2 separate regions of the Mus musculus genome follow, and region 1 is linked to region 2. Evidence: chromatin contacts called from public promoter capture Hi-C data. All regions are on one chromosome and are shown on one strand. The core of a region is the stretch at or near the end of the contact, and the rest is flanking DNA. Distances in the headings are between cores, read along the strand shown.

What was found. Capture Hi-C pulls out chosen DNA fragments and counts their contacts.
Region 1: a contact with region 2 is called in a promoter capture Hi-C map of liver. The contact joins two enhancer-like sites. A contact is called at or near these places in 3 of 115 datasets of contacts at active chromatin or transcription factors (double positive thymocytes and embryonic stem cells) and 3 of 9 other capture datasets (adipose tissue, liver and pancreatic islet).

The regions. Positions count from the first base shown.
Region 1 is chr5:125,408,592-125,414,631 of GRCm38.p6, forward strand. Dhx37 (DEAH (Asp-Glu-Ala-His) box polypeptide 37) reads right to left here. Exons shown (of 27, transcript NM_203319.1): 27 at 5,813-6,040. n-TDgtc14 (a tRNA gene) reads right to left here and starts at 496; the gene lies at 425-496. It overlaps n-TAtgc5 (a tRNA gene), which reads left to right and starts at 881; the gene lies at 881-952. Within about 2 kb of position 3,785, at least 15 of the 459 cell types and tissues checked have an H3K27ac peak or open chromatin away from gene starts, as enhancers often do. A contact at or near this core is called in liver, where this site is marked.
Region 2 is chr5:125,308,953-125,314,818 of GRCm38.p6, forward strand. All of the region lies in intron 1 of Scarb1 (scavenger receptor class B, member 1), which reads right to left. Gm32701 (a long non-coding RNA gene) reads left to right here. Exons shown (of 5, transcript XR_001784962.2): 3 at 421-549; 4 at 1,506-1,662; 5 at 2,110-2,540. Among named protein-coding and RNA genes, the nearest start is that of Gm32701, 8.6 kb to the left of the region's middle. Within about 2 kb of position 4,504, at least 26 of the 459 cell types and tissues checked have an H3K27ac peak or open chromatin away from gene starts, as enhancers often do. A contact at or near this core is called in liver, where this site is marked.

The DNA.
Region 1 (6,040 bases), core at 2,535-5,034, 99 kb after region 2:
GGGGACATGAAGGCCTGCTGGGGTTACAAGGTTAACCAGGAATTTAAAAACCAAAACCCTGGCGAGACATGGGCAACTGATATATGCTTTCTCAACGCGTGCTTTTATTTGGCTTTTAAAAATAAAGAAAGAAGATAAAAACCGATCTTCGGGGCAAAAATTGAGTAAGATGGTTAAGAAAAATGGGAAGAAAAGGAGGGAGGGGCCTCTCGGCAGAGGCTGCCTGGTTAGGCAGCAGGGTTGCGGTTTTTGGAGTTCGCGTTTGAAAGATAACCAGGGTCAGACTTGTTTCCTAAGTGAGACCAAGGGGTCTCTATAAAGTTGTTGAAAGCAGATTGTGTTTAGGCACGGTAAGGGTCTTTTCAGAGCTTCCTACACACATCCATCATTTCCTAAAAGTGCTAACGCAAAAACCACTGTTAGCCTCCCCGTCGGGGAATCGAACCCCGGTCTCCCGCGTGACAGGCGGGGATACTCACCACTATACTAACGAGGACAAGCTGTGCTAAACTGTTTCTTGACAAGCTGCTATAGAAAGACACAGATATGAGTTCAAGGTCAGCCTGGTCTACAGAGTGAGTTCCAGGATAGCCAGGGCATACACAGAGAAATCCTGCCTCGGAAAACCAAACCAAAACAAAAAAAAAAAAAACAAAAGAAAGAAAGACACAGATAGTGACGGGCGCACGGTTCCTTCCCTCTTCTACGTTCCTTCTCTCTGTTCCTCTCCCCCTTTCCTTTCTCCCGAGGCTTCAGCACATGACACCAACATCATAAATCAAGATCGGAAAAAAACAAAAACAAAAACAAAAACCCCAAACCTTAGAACAGCAAGCGGTTCATTTCTGTTATCTATTCCGGAAAGTAAGTCTCTCCATCAGGGGATGTAGCTCAGTGGTAGAGCGCATGCTTTGCATGTATGAGGCCCCGGGTTCAATCCCCGGCATCTCCAACTTTTTTTTTTTTTAAAGGGCCTACGTTGGGAGACTGGCCTTGTACCTGTGGATGGAATCTGGTCTGTAAACCAACTCCCGCAGTTTACTTGTGAATGGAGTAGGAAACATTGCATTTCCAAGAAGGTCTTATAACATCCTGAGCAACTATTGCTGAGTAATGTGCGCCCGTTGAACACCCACAATGTGTCCAAATAAATAGATCTTCAAGTAGCCCAGTAACCTCACCAAGACCGAGCAAGGATTCTCAGCTTTTCTGGAACTCAGATCCCAGCTGGAAGCTAACACTAGGAATCCCAGGAATGTTTTATGAGAACTCACAGAAGTGCGGGGACTCAGTGACATCCAAGAGATCTGCAGGGAACAGCAGCCGGAAGGCTCACATTCCCTGTGCGCGTGTAGGGGTGTGGTGGGGTGTGGTGGGTGGTTTCAGATGAAAGGGTCAGAAAGGCCTGGCGCCGGAACTTGAGTGAATGGGAACAGAACTGCGTGGAACTGAGATTTGGAAGCCCCCAGAACGCCGGAGGGTAGAGACTTGGCACTGCCTGCATGATTTTAAAGGTGGCAGCGTGGTGGTGGTGGGGCAGTTCTGACAGATTCTGTAGGCAGCGAGGTAACATTGCCTTAACTCAGGGGTCTCGTGCTTTATTTTACCATTCCCTTTAGGTTTGTTCTGCTACTCCGAAGTTTGCCACCAAGGTACAGCGCATATATGGCCTGCAACTTCCTGTCCTCTACTTCGACCGCATAGATGCCTGCACGCACGAGGGCCATTGGGCTGGAAAATGTCTACTTAAACTATTTGAAAGTTGTGGGGCGGGGGTAGCTCAGTTTGTAGCGTGCTTACCTAGAATGCATAATAGATAGCAGTGCATAAGTGAGGCATGGTTGTGCATGTCTGTCATCCCAGCGCCTGAGTTGTGGGGGAGGCTTGAAGCTAGCCTGGGCTATGTGAGACCCCTTCTCACTCTCTCACAGGAAGGTGCCAGTGAGAATCCTTTTTTTCCACCAGTCACAGGGATTGCCTTGATCCTCCAAATTCTTTATTCTCATCAAGGATGAGGCTCCAGGTGTATACTGCCCCAGTCTGGCTTATGTGGCAGTGAGGACGGTACCTTGGGTTTAGCCCAAGTGCACGGAAAATGATTGCTTTCTATTTCCTGCTTGATTGAGAGGGTGAGCATCTCTCCTGTTTCGAGAGCAGGCCTGTATAACCTGGCAATGCTGGCCACTGGAGCAGGTTTGGAGAAAGATAGTTTATTCACTGGTGTCAATTGTGGAGGTACGGTCTTCCAGCTGCTGCCTCTCCAACAGCATCCAGACATTCCTGGATAAAGCAGGATGATCCAAATGCTCTGAAGTATCCAGAAGGCTGGGGCTCAAGGCTGGCAATGCTAGCACACAGCCGTTCTCTTGCTGCTTAGAGGATGGAGATCCAGAGTACAAGGTTGTCTGAGCCCCAGCTCCACCCAGGAGTAGAGGTAGGATTCTGAGTTCAAAGCCAGCTACATAGTATGCTCGTGGACAGCCTGGACTACACGAGACCCTCCCTCAAAATGCAAAATGATGAAGCAACAAACTTTGAGATGGTTCACAGGATAAAGGTGACTGCCATCAAGATTGACAACTGATCCAAGTTCAATTCCCAGGACTTGAGAGGCAGAGGCAGTCAATTTCAAGGACTCTGAGGCCAGCCTGACCTATATAGAGCTCCAGGTCAGCTGGGACTAAATAATGAGACCTTGTCTCAAAAAAAACAAACCCAGACTCCATTTCATCTTTTGAAAATTACCCTGGATTTCATAAAGCAATTTGCACAGAGCTTATAATGTATGTATCGGGCACGCAACCCCTCTCCACCTTTCTCTTCGTCCATTAACCCCTTTTGTTCCCCAGTTTTACTTTCACACCATTCATACAATGTATGGCTTTATGTATAGATCCTAGAATTCACAAATAAAAGAAAATATAGTATTTGTCTTCCTGTGGTTGGCTTAGTCTGCTGAGTAGGCTTATCTTGTTTGTCTTGTGGCTGAAAGGAACCCCCCTCTTACATAGGCCACATTTTCCTTACCCATTCTTTGCTTTGATATGCACCAGGCTGGTTGCATAGCTTAGTGTGTCTGTGGTATGCTGCCTTGGAGTCCTGTGGTAAATGCCCAGCAGTGCACTGCCTGGTCTAATGGCTGGCCTTTCTAGAGTTCTGAAGTGCCTCCACACTGATTCCCATAGTGGCTGGACTGGTTTCCATTTCCATGTCCAAGGACTTCCTTTGGCCTAAATTATACTGCAACTCAGAAATCCACCTACCTCCTGCTACCTCCCAGCGCTGGGATTAAATGCATGTTCATACCTGGCTCATTTCTTATTCTCTTATGGAATGCCATTTTGACAGGGGTAAAAATCTCATGAAGTTACAGATGGTTGTGAACTGCTATGTGGAAGCTGAGAACCAAACCCAGGTCCTCTACAGAAGCACAGTGCTCTTACCTGCTGAGCCATCTTTCCAACCTCTCATATGGTTTTGATAGGCATTTCTCTCATAGCTAGTAAGGGTGGGTTTTACTCTTATGATTTGCCAGTAGACAGTGTGTGCAGTACCTGAGCAGGCCAGAAGAGGGCATTGGAGTCTCTGGAACTGGAGTTACAAATGCTTGGTACTCGCCAAGTTGGGGGTGGGGGTGGGGTTGCGAATCAAATGTCATCTGGGTCATCTAAGTCCTGGTTAAATATTTTTGTTTTATTATTGGCCACGTCCACTTCATCTTTTGAAAACTGTCTATTTCATTGGCCAATCGGAGACTGGGTTTTTGAGCTCTTTTTCTGTTTGTTTTTTGTTAAGACAGCTGTCCTGGAACTCACTCTGTCAACCAACAAAGATGAAAGCTGCCATCACCCCTGGGTTGGTTTTTGAGTTCTTTATTGATTCAGTTTTGTATGTTTGTTTGTTTTTTCCTTTGGTTTTTCGAGACAGGGTTTCTCTGTGTAGCCCTGGCTGTCCTGGAACTCACTCTGTAGACCAGGCTGGCCTCAAACTCAGAAATCCGCCTGCTTCTGCCTCCCAAGTGCTGGGACTAAAGGCATGCGCCACCACTGCCCGGCTTCATCTTACTATTCTTAAAGACACAAGTGCATTGGTTCCTCTTATATAGCATTGTTGAGCTCAACCTGTGATATTGCTACCATTGAGAGGAACTTGCCCAAGAACTGCGAACTGTGGCACCTTGCCTCTTCTGGGGCCTCGCCTCAGGCCAGTTGGTGAGCCTGGCAGTTTCTTCAGGATTGAACCGTTGCTGGCTCGTGCCTGCTGTCTGCCTACCTACAGGACTGGTCTGCAGCTGCTGAATCGTATTTGGTGTTTGCTACAGGACTGAACTGCTGCCTAAGAAGACTGAGCTCGCTCCCAAAGAACTATTGCTGAACAGGTCCACTTCCCCCATATCCTAGCAACTTTTCTCTTTCACTACCTTTGTTGGGTGGTGGGCTAGGAGAGGTTGACTTATTTCTTATTAAAAATAGGTTGCAAAAACATGTACGCCTACAGCAATGCCTCCATCGTGGAGTTTCTCACATGCCACCATGACTGGAGTCAGCCCTTGTGTATTCAGCTTGTCAATTTTCCGATTTCAAAGTCAGACATGGTGACACTGGTCTGTCATCTCAGGACTCAGGAGGGTCACAAGTTCAAGTCTGGCCTTTGAAATTTCTCATCATTTGCATCAGCAGCCAAGCTAAGCTCCTTGGGGACAGCTCAGGACTTAAACTCTGAGATAAATCAGCTATGGGAAGCATCAGAAGACAAAGGCCTGGAGCGGAAGCTGAACAAGGATGTTGGTGGACAAGGGGCTTGGATGGTCCAGAGTTAGAGATGTGTTTCTGTTCTTGGTCCTGAAGTTCTCTACCACTGTGAGCCTGGCCTGGGCCCAGCCTTTCAAGTCCCACCCCCAAATCAAAACAAACACCTGACAGGCTGCCTGTCTCGTGGATATTCACACGTATGAGGTGGGCTAACATCACCCTAGCTTTGTTCACATCAGCCACCTTGTATCCATGACTGAGTCTAAGAACTCATGGTGGAAATACATGCTATGGCTGTCAAAGGTTGGTCAGGACACACAGACTTGGAGGTGCACTGGGAAAGGGGGTTACAGAGGCTCATCCAGCTGATAGAGCTGGTGCCTGAAGACACAGAGAACACGAGATGGGCAGGCAGGTGTTTAGTGGTACACTGCTTGCTTAAGTCACACAGGCATGGCTAACAGGAGATAAAGCAGTATGTGGTTCAGAGGACATGATCAAGAGCATAGTCAGCCCACAGAGAGAAAGCATTTACTGAGTGTTAACTGAAAAGAGCTTGGCTGCATTCCCAGGACTCTGTGACAAGTGGCCCAAGTGACAAAAGAACTGCAGCAGCATTTGCTATCACCCAGAGGTAAACAACTCACTCTATTCTGCTGACGACTGATGCAGCCTGACACTTGATGGCGCATATTCAGCCACACAAACAGACAGACAGCTCCATGTGTTGGGGAGATCGAGAGGGAGAAAATCAGTAAGTCATGTGAGGATGAAGGTTCTGGAAACTGATACGGTGACAGCTACTTAGCATGTGAGCATGTGTGATGTGACAGACAAGCTGAAGTGAAACAGCACATCACCAACATTTACTCTCAACAAAACTGTTGGAGACAGAGTCTTGCTAGGTGGTGGTGACACACACCTTCAATCCCAGTACTTAAGGCAGACAGTGGCAGGGGGATCTCTAAGTTTGAGGCCAGCCTGGTCTACAGGCCTAGTTCCAGGACGGCCAGGGTTACACAGAGAAACCCTGTCTTGAAAAACAAACAAATAGCCAGGCAGTGGTGGTACACACCTTTAATCCCAGCACTTGGGAGGCAGAGGCAGGCAGATTTCTGAGTTCGAGGCCAGCCTGGTCTACAGAGTGAGTTCCAGGACAGCCAGGGCTACACAGAGAAACCCTGTCTCCAAAAACCAAAAAAAAAAAAAAAAAAAAAACCAAACAAATAGAAGACAGTCTTGCTGTGTAGCTCAGGTTGGCCTTGCATTTGTGATCCTTACCAGCCAAG
Region 2 (5,866 bases), core at 3,254-5,753:
CTGGCATATGTATGGCCATCCCCAAACCAAATGGATTGTTTGTTTATTTATTTATTGTAAATTTTACCATGCTAACACTGACCTATAAGCCTTTGCCCATCTGGCTCAGTGGCATCTCTAGGGCTGTGTCTTACTGATACCCCCATTAGTCCTTTAGACCAGCCTGGCATGCTTGCTCTGCCTTGCCTGTTCACACACTCTCACCCACCAGGCCCTTGCACTGGTCGTCGCTTCTTCTGCCTTCCATGTTTGCAGAGGAAGCCTCCTGGGATCCTGTGTCTGTGCTCAGGAACCCCCACAGAGCCCACCCCGAGCCCTGGGCTCCCTCTTAAACTCTTGTTTATTCCGAGGCTCTCCCTGCCTTCTTCCCGATTACGTTAATGACTCATCCTGTGTATTGTGCTCACGTCTCTCTGCCAGGCCATAAACCCCACCAATGATGCTCATGCTGGATCCGTGAACTCTGAGCAGTGCCAGGCACCTGGAAGGACCTCAGAGGACTTGGAGGAAGGAGCCCAAGCCAATTCTGGAGCGCCATAATCCATCATTGTAGGAAACAAACCCCCAGCATCCTGTGGGCACCTTTGACATAGTGTGTTCTTGAGAACAGAGTTTGGAATTCTAGGGAGATGGCTCAGCCATAAAGTGCTTGCTTCATAAGTGGAAGGAGCCGAGTTTGGCCCCCATACAAAGCCAGGCATGGTGGTGTATGCTTGTGATCCCAGCTCTGGAGAGGTGGAGACAGCGGGATAATGCCCAGGGCTTGCTGGCCAGCCAGGCTAGCCTAAAAATGGCGAGACTCACATCCTAGTGAGAGACCCTGCCTTTGAACAACAAAGTGAGGTGGTTCATTGGTTAGAGCATTGGCTGGGTTCTTCCAGAGGACCCAGGTTCAAATCCCAGGACCCACTTGGTGGCTCACAATCATCTGTAACTCTAGTTCCATGGGATATGACATCATCCTCTGGCCTCCAAAGTCACCGAGTATGCACATGTGCACAGATACACACACACACACACACACACACATTTATATTTCTAAAATAAATGACCACAGCTCCCACTTCCTGGGCCAGCTGTCACCAAAGCATCCCTGAGCTCCAGCGGTGAGCCTCTCAGCCTCGTACAGCCTCTTGGCTCCCACCCCTGCTTCTCTGTCCCCTCCTCTCCACTGCACATTCTTTTCTGTCTTCTCTAAAGGACACTCATTGGCCCACCAGATCATTACCTTAAAAATGTCTGCTCTGCAAACACTTTATTCTCGTGCTTTCGGTGGCAGTTGGAGACTTGGTCTCTGACATGAAGCCTTGGGAGGGGACCCTCAGGAGGCTTAGCCCCACTGGGAAAGGGCTGGGGATTGGTGGTGGGGATGGTGCAGACTTTCTTTGCCTTCTGGCTTCCCCACTGTAATCTCTCGGCTCATAGCTGCTCCAAGCAGTTCGCAACAACATGAAGTGGCCCCATCAGATGTGATGCTAACACCAAGCCTGTGTCTTTCATTACAGCAATACCGACAGACTAATGCACTGAGGTTTCCTCCTTCCGTGGGGAGCCATACGCTACCTCGACTCCATTCTGCAAGCCTTGGGGATGTCCAAAATGCACACCAAGTGCCCGAGAGACAGGAAAACTGGAGCAATCTCCATGCTCCACACCACAAAGGTCTGTGAGCATTCTGATCATTTGCTTGGACCCCTGCTCCCCCACGACCCCAGTACATACTAGGCATGTGCTTGGCAGCAGTGACCTGGGTACAGAATAAGCACAGAATAAGCCATCTGCCTTCCAGAGAGGGATTGGGTAGGGTGGCTGGGCATCAGAGAAACAAAGGCTTTGAGTCTGAGGTGGGGTCTGGGCAAGCCAAACTGGGAGTGAGCACCATAATCCGGGGGTTAGCGGGTTCTCTGATGGCCAGGATATAGGTCAGTCTGCAGGAACCGAACACACTTGGACATCAGAGGCTCCATTCAAAAGAAAAACAAACAAAAAGGCAGCTGGAGCTGATCAAGGCCGCCACATGAGGTGCTAGGGACCCAACAGACCCTCTGTGTGGGTAACAGGACACTTCTGGTCACTACACCTCTTTAACTCTCTGACCATATATCCCAGGTGCACAGGCATCAGGCTCAGAGGCCTCTGGTTCATGAAGATCACAGAGATGGAAGCTCCCCCAGCCTCTATCCCCACACAGGACTGCACAGGATCTCCAGGACACTGTACCTAGCCTCTCCAGGCCCTGCTCAGTGTGGCTCAGCTCAGGTGCTGCAGCCCTCGCAAAGCAATCATTAATCTGACCTGGGAAATTGCAAAATCCAGTCCCTCCTCCCCCAAGAATCACAGCAAACACATTTCAGGTTCAAAAAAAAACCAGGTTTTTGAGCCAGGCTGACAGAGGTCGGCTCACACCTTTAATCCAACTCTTAGGAGGCAGAAGCAGGTGGATCTCTGTGTTCAAGGCTAACCTGGTGGTCTACCAGGGCAGCTAGGGATGCAGAAAGAAACCCTATCTCCAAACAAGAGGAGGAAGAAGAGGAAGGAGAGAAGAGGAAGAAGAAGAGAAGGAGGAGGAGGAGGAGGAGGAGAGGGAGGAGGAGGAGGGAGAGGAAACAGTTCTGGTCATTGCCACTGGGTTCACCAGCCCTGGATCTGGGTTGAGACACATATCCTGTCAGCTCTGAGCCAGCCAGCCAGTCGCAATGTACTAGCCCTGTAGAGTTACTATGTATACAGGAAGGATGGGCCCCAAAGGACAATCCAGCCTAGGGCATGAAGACACCACACACCAGGAACACACCAGGAATGGCTGGAGAGATGGCTCAGTGGTTAGGAGCACTGGCTGCTCTTACAAAGGACCTGGGTTCAGTTCCTGGCATCCACGAGGCCTCTGCTGAGCACCCAGTGCACAAGAGGCTGTGTGCTAGGCCTAAACCACAGCAGGGAAGAAAATGGACAAGGGCTGGAGAGATGGCTCAGCAGTTAAGAGCACTGACTGCTCTTCCAAAGGTCCTGAGTTCAAATCCCAGCAACCACAAGGTGGCTCACAACCATCCGTAATGAGATCTGATGCCCTATGCATACTGTAGGTGTCTGAGTATACTTACATGTAATAAATAAATAAATCTTAAAAAAAGAAAAAAGAAAATGGACAGGACCAATCTTTGTAACAGCAGCCCCTCCCACCACACTAAAAGTTCCGGTGGTTTCAGTGAAACACCCGCCACCCCCACCCAGAAATTCGGTCCTGATGGAGAGAGCTACAGAGCTACCTTGGATCATGGGAAAGCTTTGAGACTGAAAACCATACCCAAAGGATGACAGAGCATAAAGACTGGTGGCCTGTGACATCATAAAGCCCTCCCCAACTCTGGACATATCCCCCAAATTCACAAGAATCTCTATGACGTATACCAGCACAGCCAAAAGGAGACGGATTGATAATCACAAGTGTTGGCAAGGCTCTGGGGCAACCAGAATGCATGCACGATGTCGGTGGAACTGTGTCGGCGCCATGGTTTGCCTGCTAGAGCTAAGTACCTGTTCACTGTACATCCTGGGGAAACGCCAGCACCTGCCCGCTGGTTATCCATAAATGTTTTCAAGGGTTTTGCTACAGTAGCTTAATACACAAGGGTGAAGCCGACGTCCGATTGAGTGGCTGGGAGATGCATAATCTCATCCTCAAATGATCCCTAGACGTCAAAGGGTGTGGCCGGTGAGTCCCTCGGGCTATGGGGAAACTGGTTTCTGCTCCGGTGACACACCAGAGCAGGCAGATACATCTTAGGGACAGAAGTAGAAAGGTGTCCTCAAGGTATAAGCCTTGTGACCTCACTTTGACCCCAGCTTGACAAAGCAGAGAGCCTGTCCAGCTATAAAAGTCAGAGCCCCAGGAAAGAGGGCTAAGGTGGCTCCATCAGAAGGTCCCAGCATCCTCTAGGGCAACATCAGGACCTAGTGAGTTTCCCTGGAGACAAGTGGAGTGAGAGCCACTCCAGGGTTCTTAGGAAGCTCCCTGGTTGGACTGGACTGGACGCAAACACGTGGGCACCTATGTGTATGTCAATCCCCGGACCATATTCCTTCTGCTCCCAAGGGCTACCCCAATAAAGTCCCTCAGAGGAGAACCCCTACCATGCTGACCAGGGAGCAGGTGCGCATATCAACCGTGTCTGGCCCACAGACAGCTGTCAGTGGGAGAAGCTTACGGGAGGCGTGTGAGGTTGGCTCTCGCTCTGGGGCCTGTTACTGTTTAACAGGCTTCTGGTGTGCAGTAATTTTCCCAGACTCGATAGAAACTCCAACGCTCAAGTCTCAAGGGCCAAATGCTAACATCGGAGCACTTGTGTGGTATGTGCACAGGCCCCTGGCTTGCTACATACATACATACATGCATACATACATACATACATACATACGTAGGACAGAAGCAGCTTAAGGAAGGCTAATCTGGCTCACTGATCAAAGCCGCAGTCCATCTTGGTGGAAAGGCAATAGAGGAAGAAGCCAGGGGCAGCTTGCCAGGCTGTGTCCACAGTCAGGAAGCAGGGAGGGGTGAATGACTGCTAGGATCTTTCTCCTTTTTCTCTGCTCCAGCAGTTAGGATGGCTCCATCACAGACACATCCAGAGATTTGTCTCCAAGGTGATTCTAGACCCTGTCAAGTTGACACCACACACTCCCCAGAAAAGAAAAGGAAACAAACAAAAAGCAAGAGTGTCTATGTGCCCACCCCACCCCCAAACCCTGTCAGACATAACCAAGGTTAGTCTCAAAAGCCTCGTTTCTGACTCCCTTTGGAAAACTAGGTGCTGCCCAACAAGGGTTGCACCCCAACACTGGTGCAGCCCACAGGCAGCCTTCCCTCTAACCCCAACTCCATGGCTCACATAGTGGCCACACCCTTTGACATTCCCACTCAGCCCTGACCCAGAACAGCACAGGCTGAGAACACTTCATTCATTCATCCTTTCATCAGTCATTCATTCATTTAGCTGTTAATGAACCTGTTTGCTCCTTTTTTTTTCATTCTAACCCGCCCCACTCCCCCGCACTGTCGAGGCCCCAAACTGGTATTTAGTACTACGAAGCAAAGTTAACCGAACTGGATTCTGCCCTCAGGGAAACGGTTGTGAGTGGAGAAGAGGCCTCCTAAGTCTGCATGACTCAGGGACATGAGAGGAAGTACTCAGAGCATCAGACGCCTATGCCGGCATCACCGGGTAACAGCCATTAAAGTAGAATACTGAAGCCTGTCACCCACTCCCAATTATCTGCCATCTGTCACTCAATCCTACACATCGCTCAGAGAGATGAAAACAACCAGTGAGAGACTTAGCGAGATTCCTAGAGGCCTCCATCACAGCCCTAATCCGGAGCCCACTGACCAGGGACCAGTTTGCTCATAACATGACCACCAGCACCAAGCAGCAACCAGCTATGACTTGTAAGCATCTCACCAGCCTCAGGCTGAGCTGCACCAAGCCACTGCAGAGCTAGGTCAGGCTGCCACTCTGAAATCGCAGAAGCAAGTCGATGGAGAGCCCAGCTCAGTTTAGGTCAAGCCAATCCATGCAGAGGAGGCTAGTATAACTCACGTCTACAATCTCTGCACTTAGGCTAAGGCAAAGGGATTGCTGTGTGACTTCCACGAGAGCCAGAGACACAGCCAGAGCCTATCTCAAAATGAAAGGCTTTCTGGTGCCCCAAAGGATTCTGGGAGTTCTTGTTTCTTGATCCTGGCGCCTAAGTGTCAGGCTAATGACAATGGTTATCACTTAACCAAGGTCCAAGCCAGATGGTGAATGCGAATCTTTTCTTGTAGTTTTTCTGACAGGTTATGTCACCCAGGCTAGCCTGGACCTCAGTG